3 separate regions of the Mus musculus genome follow, and regions 2 and 3 are each linked to region 1. A link is a contact called in public HiChIP or PLAC-seq and capture Hi-C data. All regions are on one chromosome and are shown on one strand. Each heading gives the region's core, a stretch centred on a gene start, on an enhancer-like site or on the middle of the called end of the contact. The rest is flanking DNA. Distances are from core to core; before and after follow the strand shown.

Region 1 (4,556 bases), core at 1,842-4,341:
AAGTCTGAAAGTGTGATCACAAGGAAGCGAAGATGAAACGGGTAAAAAATAGACTCCTCAGGAGTGTGCCTGACATTATTAAAAGAGTCTTGCAGGCTTGTGAGAGAACTGATAGCCACCTGCCCTCGAACAGCTCCACATTTGGGGTCAATTCTGAATTCTGGGGTGGGTATGGAGGGCAGGAAAGAGAGAGGTTTGCTGAGTGAGGATGCAGTGAGGGAGGGAAGCCTGGAATTAACTGAACTCTCTTGTGTACATGAGGCCTATGGGCATGGTGTTCGAGGGTAGAGTTGGATCTAGGTGTACAGTGCATTGACTGGACATGAGCCTAAAGAATAGAACAACCGCAGCCGCCACTTAAATTACTTAATCATAAACTATGCTTGTTACTTCCTTCCCAAAACTGGTTTGTCACAAGAGAGAAAATCCAGGGAGTGTGATTGCCAAAATAGCATGCAACATCCTTATATTACCTGATTTTGAAATAAAAGGGATAGCTACTTTGAGGCTTTTTCTGGGAATGGAGACGTGGTCACAGTACATTTTTAAAGTGTGAGACACTGACCCCAATTTAAAAGGATTTGCTATTCAGGGAGAAAGTAAGGCTTGACTATAAGTACCAACCACAAGCTTAAAACAATCTCCCCAGTTAAGACAGGGTTTAGAGTGGTTTGGTCTCCACGCTTCCACGACATTGCATTTAAAAGCAAATTCTTTCCAGAATGAAACATTTTTCACACCCTTACTTGTAAGGGACACAAAATGCAAGGTTCGCAGGATTTCCCCCTTCAGCATCCCTGGTCCAGTATCACAAGCCAGTGAATGGGATTCAAAGAAAACCAGCTCATTCCAGGAGGCTCTGAGCAGTCACCGCTTTCTCACAAGAAACCTATTTTTTGAAGCCTTCAATTCTAGGACCATTGTGTTTGCCCTTCCCATCCGGCATGCAAAACACGATACAGCCTCCATTCCATCCACAGCACTGATGCAAGCTATGCTAAGTCCACGCGCAATCGTGCGAGCGTTCCGTATGCAAACACACCACGACTCCCTCCCCAAGCTTTCAATGAGCTCCACGGCATAGCTCCTGCATACAAATTGAAACAGACTCAGACGGACATGGGCAGAGCTTCCCCCTGCCTCGAATCTCCAGAACGGTGCAAAGAACCTGTTCCTTTTTTTAAAAGGGGGGGAGGGAGTGTTTAAATATCCTCTAAGCCATAATGCAGGCAGGCCCAGGCGAACCTGGTATTGCGGGCAACCCTGGACTAAGGCTCGCCTTTCACAAAGCTCAGGGAAGGCTGCAGCCATCCTATCTCCCTGCAGACCAGATGCTCAGCTCAATCCCCCTCCCCGATTTTTACCTAAAGAATAGCTCTCCAACCCCATATTGAGAGGGCCTGCTGTGGATCTTACAGAGGTACAAAATGGTGGATGGGAGCTAATTTTTCCCTGCTCTCCCCATACATAACTCGGCACATCCATCACCGCAGGTCCTCCTCTACCCCAAACCCTCAACTAGCCGCGGCGCAGCAATCACAGGCGGCGGCTGAACCGTGCTTTACCAACCTGATGTCATGTAGCCCCTAGAAGCCTGGGGCGCGAAGGCCGCGGGGAAGCGCTTGTGCAGGCGGTAGTCCTTCTCGCTGCGGGACCTCATGCGGTCCGAGGCCCGGTCCGAGAAATCCGAGCTAGGCCAGGCTCGCCGCAAGGTTGTGCTCCGGGTCTTCTTCATGGTGGGAAAGGGCGACCCTGGTGCCCCGATAGTAGGGCCTCAGCGCCAGGGCGCAGCGCGCTGCTTCATCCGTCTACCGAGGCCACGACCCGGGAGGACTCTGCGCACATTTTTTCCCCCAGCCCCTCTTCTCGTCGGTGTCTACACCGCCGGCGGCAGGTCCGGCCCTCCCCACGCCCCCCCACACCCCCACGGAGAAGGCTCGGATTTTACACTCGTCCCACAATGCATTCCACTTCATTTGCAATCCGCCGGGCTTCCAGCTTCCAGATTCCTGAGGGGGAAGGCACGTTGGGAGGCTCGGCGGCCGGGAGGGGGCGGCCCGGGTGGGGGCGCCGAGACTTGCAGCGTGGAAGCAATGGGAGCGCAGACAATGGCCCGATTCAGCGCAGGAGTGCTTAGCCAACTGTGCGCCACAGCACAAAAGACCCAAACAAATGAGGAAGCCGAGGCCTCCGGGGGCCGACCCGGGATCGCACGCCCCGGCAGCTTGACCGGTGGGCGGCAGCCCCAACCGCACTAGGAGGCTTCAGCGCGAGGCGTGGGGATGACAGCGTCCGAGTCGCGTCCCCCTGGACCTCCCAGCCGCGAGGGCCGCAGTCCCCGGCGCCCGCTGTCTCTGCTTCTCTCTCGCAGTCCTCGGGAGGCAGTCTTCATTCCAGAGGCTCGAACGGGGGGCGCACGGGAGCACCGGGACCGCCGCTGCGACAACGCAGGAAGAGCCCCGTTGGGTGCTGGCGACCGCGGCGCGCCGTCAGGCTTCCTCCTTCCGAGGCTGGCGGGGGCGCGGGAGGGTGGGGGCGCGTGCCGACACGCGTGGGTCCCCCGCCGCAGGCATACTCTTACTCACGGGCCGCGGTGGCTGCGGAGCCCGGCGATCGGCCCCCGCGCGAGGCCATCGCGGCTCGGGGACTAGCGCGTTGCGCTCTGGCACCGCCGAAAGCGGGACGGCTACCCAGTGTCATGCTAATCTCGGGGCAGCGCGGAGGCTCGGCGTAGATCCCCGCAGCAAAGCCCCAGCGGCGACGGCGACGGCGGCGGCGGCGGCGGCGGCGCGGGGCCTGGGCCCTGCGGATGACACCGCGCGGATCGTTCCACGTCTTTCCGATGGTCCCTCCCCCTCGCTCCGAGGGCTAGCCTTCGTGGGAACGCGCTGATCTGCGGCGCCCGGCCTGGTCCACCTGCGCCCAGCCGGAGACGCGGGGCGCCGCGAACGCGCGGGGACGCCAGGCCCACGCCGACTGCCACGCGCCAACGGCCTGCGCCCTCTGCGATCCTGAGTGGAAGTCACTCCCCAATGGCCTGGTTGCGCTGGCGGGCCCGGGGCCTCTGCACCGCCGGGCCCTGCACAGCTGCTTATGGTCCAAGCACCAATCGCTGCAGGACAGCGGTGCGCGCGGAGGAGGGGGCGCGGGCCAGACGCGAGGTCACGCCGAGTTAAAGGCGCCCGGCCTGGCCGCCAGCCCCGCCACGCGCCGCCACTCCCATTCTTATCCACCACTCTCACCTCCCCATTTGGGTTGCCAAAAATGCGTTTTGAGCTCTAAACAAGGAGAATAAACTTGATTGCCTCTGGAGGTGATCTGTCATTTCCCGTTTGAGCTGGGTGGTTTTTTTTTTTTTTTTTCTTTCTTTCTTTCTTTTTTTTTTTTTTCCTTTTCTTTAATGCATCTGTGACAACGAGACGTTCCCAATCATTTTTAAAGGTGGCATTCCACGCTGATGGGTGACAAGATGCAGAGCCAGCAATAGGAAGCCTTCATGGAAACGTGTATTCAGCAGTCGGAGGGCCCTAAAGGGTTAAGATTCAGGAAGCTCTGGCAAGACATCCAGGAGGCAGAAAGGCAATGAGATCTAGAAGGGAGGCCATCATCCATCTCCAGTATGTGGCTTGGTAATACATAGCCAGAACAACCTCTCTGTGGATACCAAGGGGGTGGGGATAAAAAGCCACAAGTCGCATATAAAACCTATAACTACATCAAGCAATATTAATTACTAACTACAAACCTATTAGCTAAATGTTTAGCGACCTCCTTTTAGATTCAAGACAAGCCTTTAAAAGGTACCCTTTGCTAAAATGGCAAGGAACAGAAAGACGACTGGTTTAGAAGATCAATGTGTAAAGGGCCATAGAGGTGAATTTTTTGTTAATGTTTTCACGAATGGGCGTTACTGACATTCAGGTATCTCAAATCAACAAAACATCAGTTCTCAAGACACCAAAATGGTCACACAAATTTTTGCAGTAATTATGACTTAAGAGGGATTGTGATCATGTGACAACTTTGGTATTCATTCACTGAGCAGATTAAATAGGCAACATACCAAATATGGTCCCATGCAATGAATGGTCCAGCAGAAAAGAAATGCAGGAAGCTGAGTTAAAGCCAAAAGTTGTGCCACATTTTATAAAGATGCATTAACCTCTGTGAGGCATGCCAGTAGCTGGGGCCTAGAGCATGAAGAGCCCCTCAAAGAGTGAAGGGATTGGTGTCCAGGGCCATGGGAACAAGTGCGACGGTCCTGAAGTCTAAACCAGTCTTGGTTTCTGTTGGAAGAAATGCAAGAAGGCCAGTATGGCTGGAGTCAGAGCTGAACAGGAAAGCCGTGGGCGGTGAGGTCAGAGAGAGGGAGCGTAGATCATGCAGGGACTTGCTAGCCATGTTCAAAGTTTTATTTCCTACTCTTGATGGACTGGGGGCCACAGAAGAACTCAAAGCAAAAATACAGCCATAATTTTATAATTTCTATATAGAAGGAGTTTAGAGGGTATAATATAAGGCAGGGGCTAGTTGGTAATTACATGTAATATGTTTTT
Region 2 (4,628 bases), core at 826-3,325, 650 kb before region 1:
TAGATAGATAGATAGATAGATAGATAGATAGATAGATAGATAGATAGATCTATTAAACAAATAAAATATACTCATCTTGTTTATTTTATCCACTAGGTATCTTCTAAGCAGTGTACTTCTAAGCTAAACACAATGAATCCTGTAGTTAATCTGAAAATAAATACAAAAACCCTATGGGGGGGGGCCTTTTTGAATACTATTTGTTTTATTCATCCAGTTGCCCCAGAGGCAAACTAATGTCATTTTTTTAAAGTGTACATCTCTAATAAACAGCTTAGTGGTTAAGGGCACTTGTTACTCATGCAGAGGACCTGGCTTCGGGTGCTCACAGCCGCACGGTAGCTCACAACCACGGGTAACCCTGATTCCAGGGTTCTGACTCCCTCTTCTGATCTGCGTGGGCACAGGGCACTTGCATACATGCAGGCTGAGACATCATAAACATAAAATGAATAAGCAAAGAAACCTTTTTAAAGTGTGTGTATATGTAAGCAGTTTATTTCCTGCCTGAGCCAGTATTCATAACAGATGAGTTCAGATTGAAACACCATGTTACCTACAGGGTCCCATTTGCATAGCTTTGCACAACCTGGTATTGTCCGGTCTGTGTCTTCCTCTTCTTCGCCCTGACCTATGGGAAAGAGACCCTAAAGTAGAACTCGGGAAACCAACAGTAGTCAGTCCTGATTGATCTGCGTTTTCTTTTCCAGCAGAGAGCAGTGAGGTCTGGAGTCCAGGGTTGCTAATTATTTTCCTTTGTGTGGCTTCTAAGACTGAGGAAGCTTATGTCTGTCTGGATCGTTCTGGTTATATGAAAATGTGTAGACTCCTCCAGAGTGATGCTGTGGTGTAATAGAAGATACAGTCCTTCGTATTTTTGCCTCCTAGGTTACTATTCCTGGAGAAATTCAAAGGACGGGTCGTGGTTCATCCAGTCCCTTTGCAGCATGCTGAAGCTGTACGCGCACAAGCTAGAATTTATGCACATTCTCACTCGCGTTAACAGGAAGGTGGCAACGGAATTCGAGTCCTTCTCCCTGGACTCCACTTTCCACGCAAAGAAACAGATCCCGTGTATTGTGTCCATGCTCACGAAAGAACTGTACTTTTATCACTAGAGGAATGATTGGGGGTGGGGGGGGGCGTGTTTCTGTTTTGTTATGCCAAATGAGAAAGCTGTCAGGGAGACTCTCATTTAAATCTAATCTGACGGTCCTCCTGGTCTTTGTACGCTACCACTGCCTAGCAATGCAGCCAGCCACAGTGCAGCTACCTCAACTTCGACATCAGGTAGTTGAAATGAAATTTAATTTAATAAGGAGCAAGTAACTGTCAATGATGGTACTATCATCCTAGATGAAATTACAAAGTTGCCCTTTTATAATTAGCAAGATTTGGCGATACTATGAATTTTGAAGTCATTTTGAAGCAGTACAGCTTTTCCACTGATGATTTTATACTCCCCACTCATGTTAAGAATGTTGTTCTAGTTTTCGTTAAACGTAGAAACAATAATGTCAAATGATAATGTCTTAGAACTTGAATCCATGAGCAGAGTCAAAGGCTGGAACCCTTGTTTTGGACCTGATTTATGGAAGTGAAGAGTTGGACCACCATAGCATGCATTATAGCTACTGGTTTTGTGACAGTTGTCCACAACACGTATTTGTTATTTTAAAAAAAAAAATCATGTTTTATTACTGGAACAAAAATAACTTGAGTATTTATGTGAGAGGAAAACCGTGTGCGAACTTGGTTGACTCATTGAAGGCAAGGTGCTAAAATCCATCAGCATTTGTTTCTTACTTATCCTTATACAAATCAGCTCGGTCTTACAGACCAGCAAAATATCTCAAGAGCTGTTATGTAACAGCCTCAAATGGTTGATTATTAGAATGAAGTACAGGAATTCTATAGGAATATACTATAATACCAGTTGTCAAACAGAGCTTAAGAAAAGGAGAGATGAAATCTACTGTAGTTGGAGAGAATGTGGTTTGAGCCAGAGCAGAGACTTGGCAGAGCCATGGGCACATCTTCAGAAAAGGCCTGCCAGCTGGACTCCCCACCCCTCACCCCACCCCCCTTGTGAGTTCTGGTTTGTGTGGATGATGTCCAAGTTACCACGTGGGAAAGTGAACCAGATCACAAACTTCTGCAAAAAGGCTTTCCCAGAGGGCTGAGAGTCTGAAGAAAGTTCACTGGACTCCATGTCCAGAGTCTGTAGCATGCTGACTTTTCTGTTGACGTTTACAAAGAAAGGAAAAATAATGGTGATATTTATACTGTGCTAGAAACGAAAGGGCCAGGGCACACAGGACTTGGAAAGCATCCAGCAATAGCCCTGCAGCCCATGTGGAGAAGCTGCGGGCTGCAGTCCATCCTCAGGGAGACTGTGCTCTGCTCCTGGCCTCCTTATGGGGGTGCTGAGTCACTGCTGGCTCTCGCAGCATTTCTCCTAAGCTTCCTTGTTGCACAAAGAAAGGAAGGAACTCACATTGTAACGGATAGATTCTTGTTTAGACTGGCTTTGTTGTTAACGCTTTCTAAGTGAATGCAGCATGTGATGGTATTTTAAAGTGTGTTCCCATGTGACAATTTTATAAAAGTTTGTTACCTTGCAATTTTATTTCAAAACATAAATTCAGATTTAAAATTATCAGTGTATTTGAGGGTTTGTTGTTGTTGTTGTTGTTGTTGTCGTCGTCAATACTTTTGCTGTTGTAATAACTAAGTGAAAGTTAAAATAATTTTAACCCACAGTCTAATTTGAGAGAGTCAGAGGATGCAACAAGGCCTTAATCTAATATGTTAAGGTGTTGGCAAGTGGAAGAACCTCTGATATGATAGGATTTAAACCCAAAGAAATAGGTAGAATATACTCAAAGAATACAGGAAGGGGTGGGGACTCAGCTCCTCCAAAGTTTACATAATAACCACAGCTTCTCTAAAGTGAAGGTCAAAAGTGGATCAAGGAACTCCTGTACACAAGGAGGAGCGTGTCACGAATGTTTTTGTCTAGCTGCTTTCTAACAGGGGATAGGGTGGTGGAGAAATGACTCAGCAGTTAAGAGCGTCGGCTGTTCTTCAGAAGAACTGGATTTGAACCCAAGCACCCACATGGCAGCTCACAATTTTTTGTAACTAGCTCCAGGGGACCCAACTGCCTCTTTTTGCCTCCTTGGGAATTTTATGCACATGGTGCAGAGGCATACACGTGGGCTAAATACCTATATACATGAAATTAAACCTTTAAAGACTAGCTCTTTAATGTGTGGAGAAAAGGCTAGCCCATTGTAATTTCCATACTATCTATATAAAGAGGTCTGAGATAGTACAAAGAAAACAACTGGAGCTATGGGTCTGGGAGTAGTTAGCTGGGTAAAGCAGTTTCCTTGCCAGCACAAGAACCTGAACTAGAACTTGATCCCCAGAATCCATGTTAAAAGGAAAAAAAACCCGAATTGTGATGCTCGCTTATAATTCCAGCAGTGATGGAGATAAGTGAGTTCCTGAGGCTCACTGGTCAACCAGCCTAGTCTCCATGGCAAACGCATGGCTGATGTGCTCAGCTATGGAGAAATGATACCAGTCCCATTATCACCTGGCCTACACATACACAAGATAAAAACCATCAACTGGGCCATGTATGTGAATAGAGCAAGTGTAAACAAAGAGAGCATATACCCCTTATGTTCAGATAACCCAATCTCCCATCATAATAAGAGGAATATAAATTATGATATCACCTACCAGACTGGACAGTATCGCCCAAGTGCTGGAGGTATAGGCATGCATCACCATGCCAAGCATGTGCTGTGGTTAATCCCAGCACTCGGGAGGCAGAGGCAGGTGGATTTCTGAGTTTGAGGCCAGCCTGGTCTACAGAGTGAGTTCCAGGACAGCCAGGGCTGTACAGAGAAACCCTGTCTCAGAAAACAAAACAAAACAAAAAACAAACAAAAACATGTTGCATGAATATTCATGAGATGGATGGCATATTCAGAGGGGTAAGGTGACCATTTGTTCCCTTCCAAACCATAGTGAACCAGATCTCTTCTTGGCTAGTCCTTCCCATGATCCTCTTTAAAAAGAGAAGCAAACTCACTAAGAAAATGATATTATAAACAAATTGAGATTTCCCAAGGTGGTCTACCCTTTGTTATAATATATTTGTGGCAATTTGGTTCGGTTCCCTTGTACTTAGTTTCTGCTTTGCGGGGACGAACCCAAATGCAGCTTAAAAGATGGAGTAAACCTCTAAAGATCATTTCAAACACCAGGAGAATCAGCTACCAAGAAACAGGTGTAGTGTTCCGTGGTTACCTCTTAACTAACTCCTCGACTTCTGATCCTCGGTGGGAGCTGTGGAACAATAGACCCAACTGTGAGAGTCTGTGGTCGGAAATGGCTTGTCTGAGTCAGAAGTGAAGCAGAGTTTACAGTGAAGAAATAAGTGTTGACTTTGGAAAAGAAGGCACATGACTAAGGTAGGTAGATAGGGTATTTTCCTTCCATTCAATCTGTGATACCCACTTCCTTCCTGGTGTCAATTATCTGTTAGACTCCCTCCCAGAACTCAGGAGAATTCTTTAGTTATAGGACTCAGTTTGTTAACTAATACGATT
Region 3 (4,239 bases), core at 737-3,236, 990 kb before region 1:
CGTGGTAACCGTAGTGGAAGTAGTTGGCAAATTCTGCTAAAAGCTCTGCTGGGGTAGCAAAGTAATAATAACAATAATAATAATAATAATAATAACAACAACAACAACAACAACATAAATGGTAGGGAGAAGGAAACAAAAGAGAACAGGCACACCCCTTCCTAGAACGGTGCCGAGGTATCTTAATAGGGTTTGGGCTGGATTCTCATTTGAGATTGGCATTCTCTACTCTGCAGTCTAGACATTGGAAAAGCAGTAATCTTGTCTCAAGAGCCTGACCCCGCCACCCCACGCCTGTGAGGAGTAATAGACCTGCATCTTTAGGTGCTGGTCCATAGCATCCAGCAGGTGCATGTTCAGGAACCAAGCGCCTGGACGCTTCGGGGGCTTCCTGCTCCCGGACTGTCCTCCACTCTCAGACCCTAGGTTCCCGCGAGGCATACTCTCCCCAGTCAGGTTTCCTTTGCCTGAATCAATGCCCACCTTTTTCCCTTCCCCGGGGAAAATCCGCGGAATGCAGAGCTCTGAGGTACTGCACTGTCATCTCCAGGATCTCCGCCTTCTCCAGTTTCCCGGAACTCTGCAAAAACCCCACAGGAGCTTAGAGGCGGCCCATCCACAGCAGACCCACGCACATGCTCTCTGTCTTCTGTAGGGGAGCAGCCAGGAAGATGCTGGCGTCAGAGAGGCTACTGCCGCCCAGAGTGGGGCGAGTTCTCTTAGGCCAGCAGCGTCTGTAGAGACTTTGGGGACTCTGCAGAGAGTGACAGTGGGGGAGTACCCAGCACCACAAACGTTACCTGTTTCGCCAGGGCCATAGGGACTGTCTTGCCCAGCTCGTTCAAGCAGCGGTTAATTCGGTCCCTCCTTCTCTTTTCTATCACTTTATGAGAAACCGGGGTTCTCTGTAAACAGAAAGTTTTGCATTTAAGATGGCTTCGCCCAAGGAGTCATCCAAGGCAAAGCTTCTGTGTTACAAGGGTCACTAATTCGCCAACCCGAAGAGACCCCTGCCCCGCCACACTAGACCAAGAGAGCTCTGTGTCCCCGGACTCAGAGCTCTGTGTCCGTGCTGGCTGGCTCTCTTGCCGTTCAACTTCCCTACACATCCCTGCCAAGGCCAAGCTAAGTGCCAAGGCTCTGGGACGTGGCCACCCGCCTCCCAGAGTGAGCTGTCTCCAATCAAGGACTCTCCTTCCAGTCTCTGTTCCCTTTCCAAACCACTCTGGATTTCTCCACACTTAAAGTTCTGGGTGGCACATCTTAGTCATCTATCCAGCCAGATGTCAGGTTAGTTGGTGAGTCACACTCTTCCACCACCAGAGCGCAAGGAACTCACTTTGCGTTCCTTGAGCCTGTCAGACATTCTGGTGTGCGTGCGCGCCCTCGGCAGAGGCGGTGGCGCGAGGCACTCGTCCACGTTCCACCTCGTGTGCCTCTTCAAGTGTTCCAGGTAGACTGCAGCCTCCCAGGTCCGAGGGGGCTCCCTTTATAAAGCAGCCATCTAGGACTGCAAGTGCATTCTCACGCGCTGAATTATTCCATAGGATTAGGAGTTCTGCGTTTGGAGCATGTATGCATTCAAGGTCAGTTTTAAAGAAGTTGACAAAAAAATTTTTAGCAGCCGAGGGGGGCGAGGTGGGGGCAGATCAGCTTTGTTAATCCACGTGGCTCTTCAAAGGACACGTGATTCGTCCAGGAATAACATTTGCATGGCAACAGGCACCTCAGGAAGAGGGGGCGAGAAACTGGAGCCGGCGGACCAGCGAGCGCCTGCACTCTTAGCCGGCGCAGAGCGCAGGGGCGCAGTGGCTGCGGGCACCGGGGGGCGAGGACCTTCACAAAACAGCGTCGCTTCCTTTAGTCCCACCGCTGAGTCTCACACGATCGCCTGTTTACAAATCCCAGCAAGCCCGCGGTCCCAGCGCCGAGTGCGTTTTAAAGCCTGTCCAGAGTCATTAAAGTAATTAAGTAAGCCTTTAATAGGCTGTTCCGCCGGGTTCAAGGGAGAGCTTCTGGAGACGGAGGCGCCCCGTTTGTTCCCAGGCTTTTCTCACACGACTTGGTGACACGTCCGTCTCCCCCCTTTTTGTTTACACCGCTTTATTTGTCCGGACATCCCGGCAGGTGTGGGGCTGCGGCTGGCACACGAGGCTCCCGCCTCGCTTCGCCCCTCCCGCGGGCCTTTGGCACGCGACTCTCTCCTCCCCCCGCCCCAGTCTCTGACCAAATCCTCTGCTTTCTTTTCTCCCCCCTCCGGCTCTCTCTTCGCGGGGGGAAGAGGCTCAATTTGTAGCCTATTATCCTATAGGAAAATGTCCATTGAAAAGTATGAATAGTTTCATTGGGCTAAATTTTAATAATGCCAAGAGTGGGGTGGAGGACAGACAGGCGGGTGTGTGTGTGTGTGTGTGTGTGTGTGTGTGTGTGTGTGTGTGTGTGTGTGTGTGAGGGGGGTGGGAGGATTGGGGCAACACAGAGGAGAGTGGGCCGAGAAGAAAAGGGAGAATGCAGCTGGCCCAGGCGAGCATTATGCGCCGTCACCTGCATGAGGGGGCGCCTACAGACCCCTATTCATTTGCCTAATTTTGGTCAATTTAACAAACTTCAGGAGAAATTATTGTGGCTTTGTCAGGGAGGGTGAAGCCTTCTGATCGAATTAACAGCATGTTTTGATCCGGTAAATGTCATTAGAAAGGGAGAAACAATCGCGCTTAGAGGGCTCTGGGTAATGCGCCCAAGTGGAGACGCCAAAGCGCACAGCTCACAAAGGGAGCAAGTAGCTGCCACAGGGAACTTTTGTACCCGCCCATCGCCCAAGTTTTGACACAAAAAGGCATTATTTCATACTTGAATACGTTTAATCCAACGATTGTCTATTTTTTGCAAACATATTTTCACAGCATTGTTAACTTTTTATGTCCCCCTCTCGCGGGCGCCTTTTCTTAACGTTTGGGGGCGGGAGAGCGCAGACACTTTGGGCATCAATATTTGTCACTGAAAAGGGTCCCGTGAAGTTAGGGAATTTGATCTCTTTTTTATGGTTTTAGAAAGCGAAATATGGGGGGGGGGGAGGGAAGAGACGGACAGAAACTCAGAAGGAAACTTACTGGACAGGCCCAGAGGGAAGGAGGGGGTGGCAGTTCCTGGGAACTCTCTCTCTTTGCTCGCTGTGTCTTTGCCTTGAGCCTGCTGTACAGCCCCAGACCTCTACCAACCAACCTCTCATTGCTGCCTCTGGGCATGTGGGGGGTGGTGGAGGGGGCGAGCTTTCCTTCATATAAAAACAATAAAAATGACCTTTGCTTTATGACTTTATTCCAGAGTCAGCAAGTTCTCATCTGTTCCCAATCTTTCTCATCTGGGAACAAGGAAAACCACCCTTCAAGTGTCGCCTTAGTCCCTTTGCCCCCCACCGTGGAGTAAATTCTCTCTATTCTGCTAGACAACAGCAGGCCCAAGGCTTATCCCTTTGGGGAGTGCCAGTCCCTTGCCAGAGGTAGGTAGGTAGGTAGGTAGGCAGGGTGGGTCCCTGCAGCACCTAGGAAGCTCCGGGGCGCAAAGCTAGCTGTGAGATGCAGGACTTCTGGAAAGCAGCCGCCAACCTTCCGGTGCCTGGAGGGTGTGGAATCGGTTTGCACCGAGCACACTAGGGTGCCCCAGTCTTGCTTACTGGTTTTTGTTTTGTTTTGTTTGTTTGTTTGTTTTGTTTTTTTCGACATACTTCACGCCAGATTGGGCAGGATCCGCACCTTTTTACAGGTTGCTCTGCCAGCCGCGTGCTCTCTTAGGGGTCATCGGCCTCGGTATATTCACTCGCACACAAGGGGATTAAACAGGAAGCCTGATCGTCCAAATCAGCTAACTTGAATGAGTAAAAGGGAGCCCGGAGTTCGCCCCCCGCCCCCTTTTTTCCCCTTCCCTGCCAGCGGACTTGAAGTTGATCCTCTTACTGTTGGTGTTAACTGCAGCTGCAGGCACGTTCCTCAAGCCAAATTTCATCTCACACAAACTGTTTAATTTTTCTGCGTTTATGGGAGCCAGGGACCGTTTGCCCAGAACTAAAAGTTCCTTCTTGGGGTGGTGCGGAGTGGATGGATGCAGACCGGGAGCACAGGGAGCAGGTTTGCCCAGCCCCTCCAGGATGCAGCAGTAAAGGAGAGAGCCCAAGGTTTCTTCTTAGGACTGGGGAAAGGATGCTTCCAGTTTTGCTCTTCCTTGCAGCGTGTCTCAACCACA

Evidence for each region. HiChIP or PLAC-seq counts read pairs in DNA pulled down with a chosen protein or histone mark. Capture Hi-C pulls out chosen DNA fragments and counts their contacts.
Region 2: an H3K4me3 HiChIP or PLAC-seq map of forebrain shows a contact between it and region 1, with 5 times the contacts expected there. The contact joins the enhancer-like site here to the promoter of Stox2 in region 1. A contact is called at or near these places in 5 of 115 datasets of contacts at active chromatin or transcription factors (embryonic forebrain, forebrain, large pre-B cells and 1 more).
Region 3: a contact with region 1 is called in a capture Hi-C map of embryonic stem cells, with 2.3 times the contacts expected there. The contact joins the promoter of Helt here to the promoter of Stox2 in region 1. A contact is called at or near these places in 1 of 484 Hi-C or Micro-C datasets (embryonic stem cells), 2 of 115 datasets of contacts at active chromatin or transcription factors (embryonic stem cells and forebrain) and 1 of 9 other capture datasets (embryonic stem cells).

What each region holds. Positions count from the first base shown.
Region 1 is chr8:47,286,311-47,290,866 of GRCm38.p6, forward strand. Stox2 (storkhead box 2) reads right to left here and starts at 3,092. Exons shown (of 4, transcript NM_001114311.1): 1 at 1,570-3,092. The coding sequence starts at 1,735.
Region 2 is chr8:46,637,031-46,641,658 of GRCm38.p6, forward strand. Casp3 (caspase 3) reads left to right here. Exons shown (of 7, transcript NM_001284409.1): 7 at 889-2,668. The coding sequence ends at 1,118. Among named protein-coding and RNA genes, the nearest start is that of Casp3, 22 kb to the left of the region's middle. Within about 2 kb of position 2,076, at least 154 of the 459 cell types and tissues checked have an H3K27ac peak or open chromatin away from gene starts, as enhancers often do. A contact at or near this core is called in forebrain, where this site is marked.
Region 3 is chr8:46,292,685-46,296,923 of GRCm38.p6, forward strand. It overlaps Helt (helt bHLH transcription factor), which reads right to left and starts at 1,987. Exons shown (of 4, transcript NM_173789.4): 1 at 1,340-1,987; 2 at 801-905; 3 at 484-580; 4 at 1-45. The coding sequence starts at 1,366.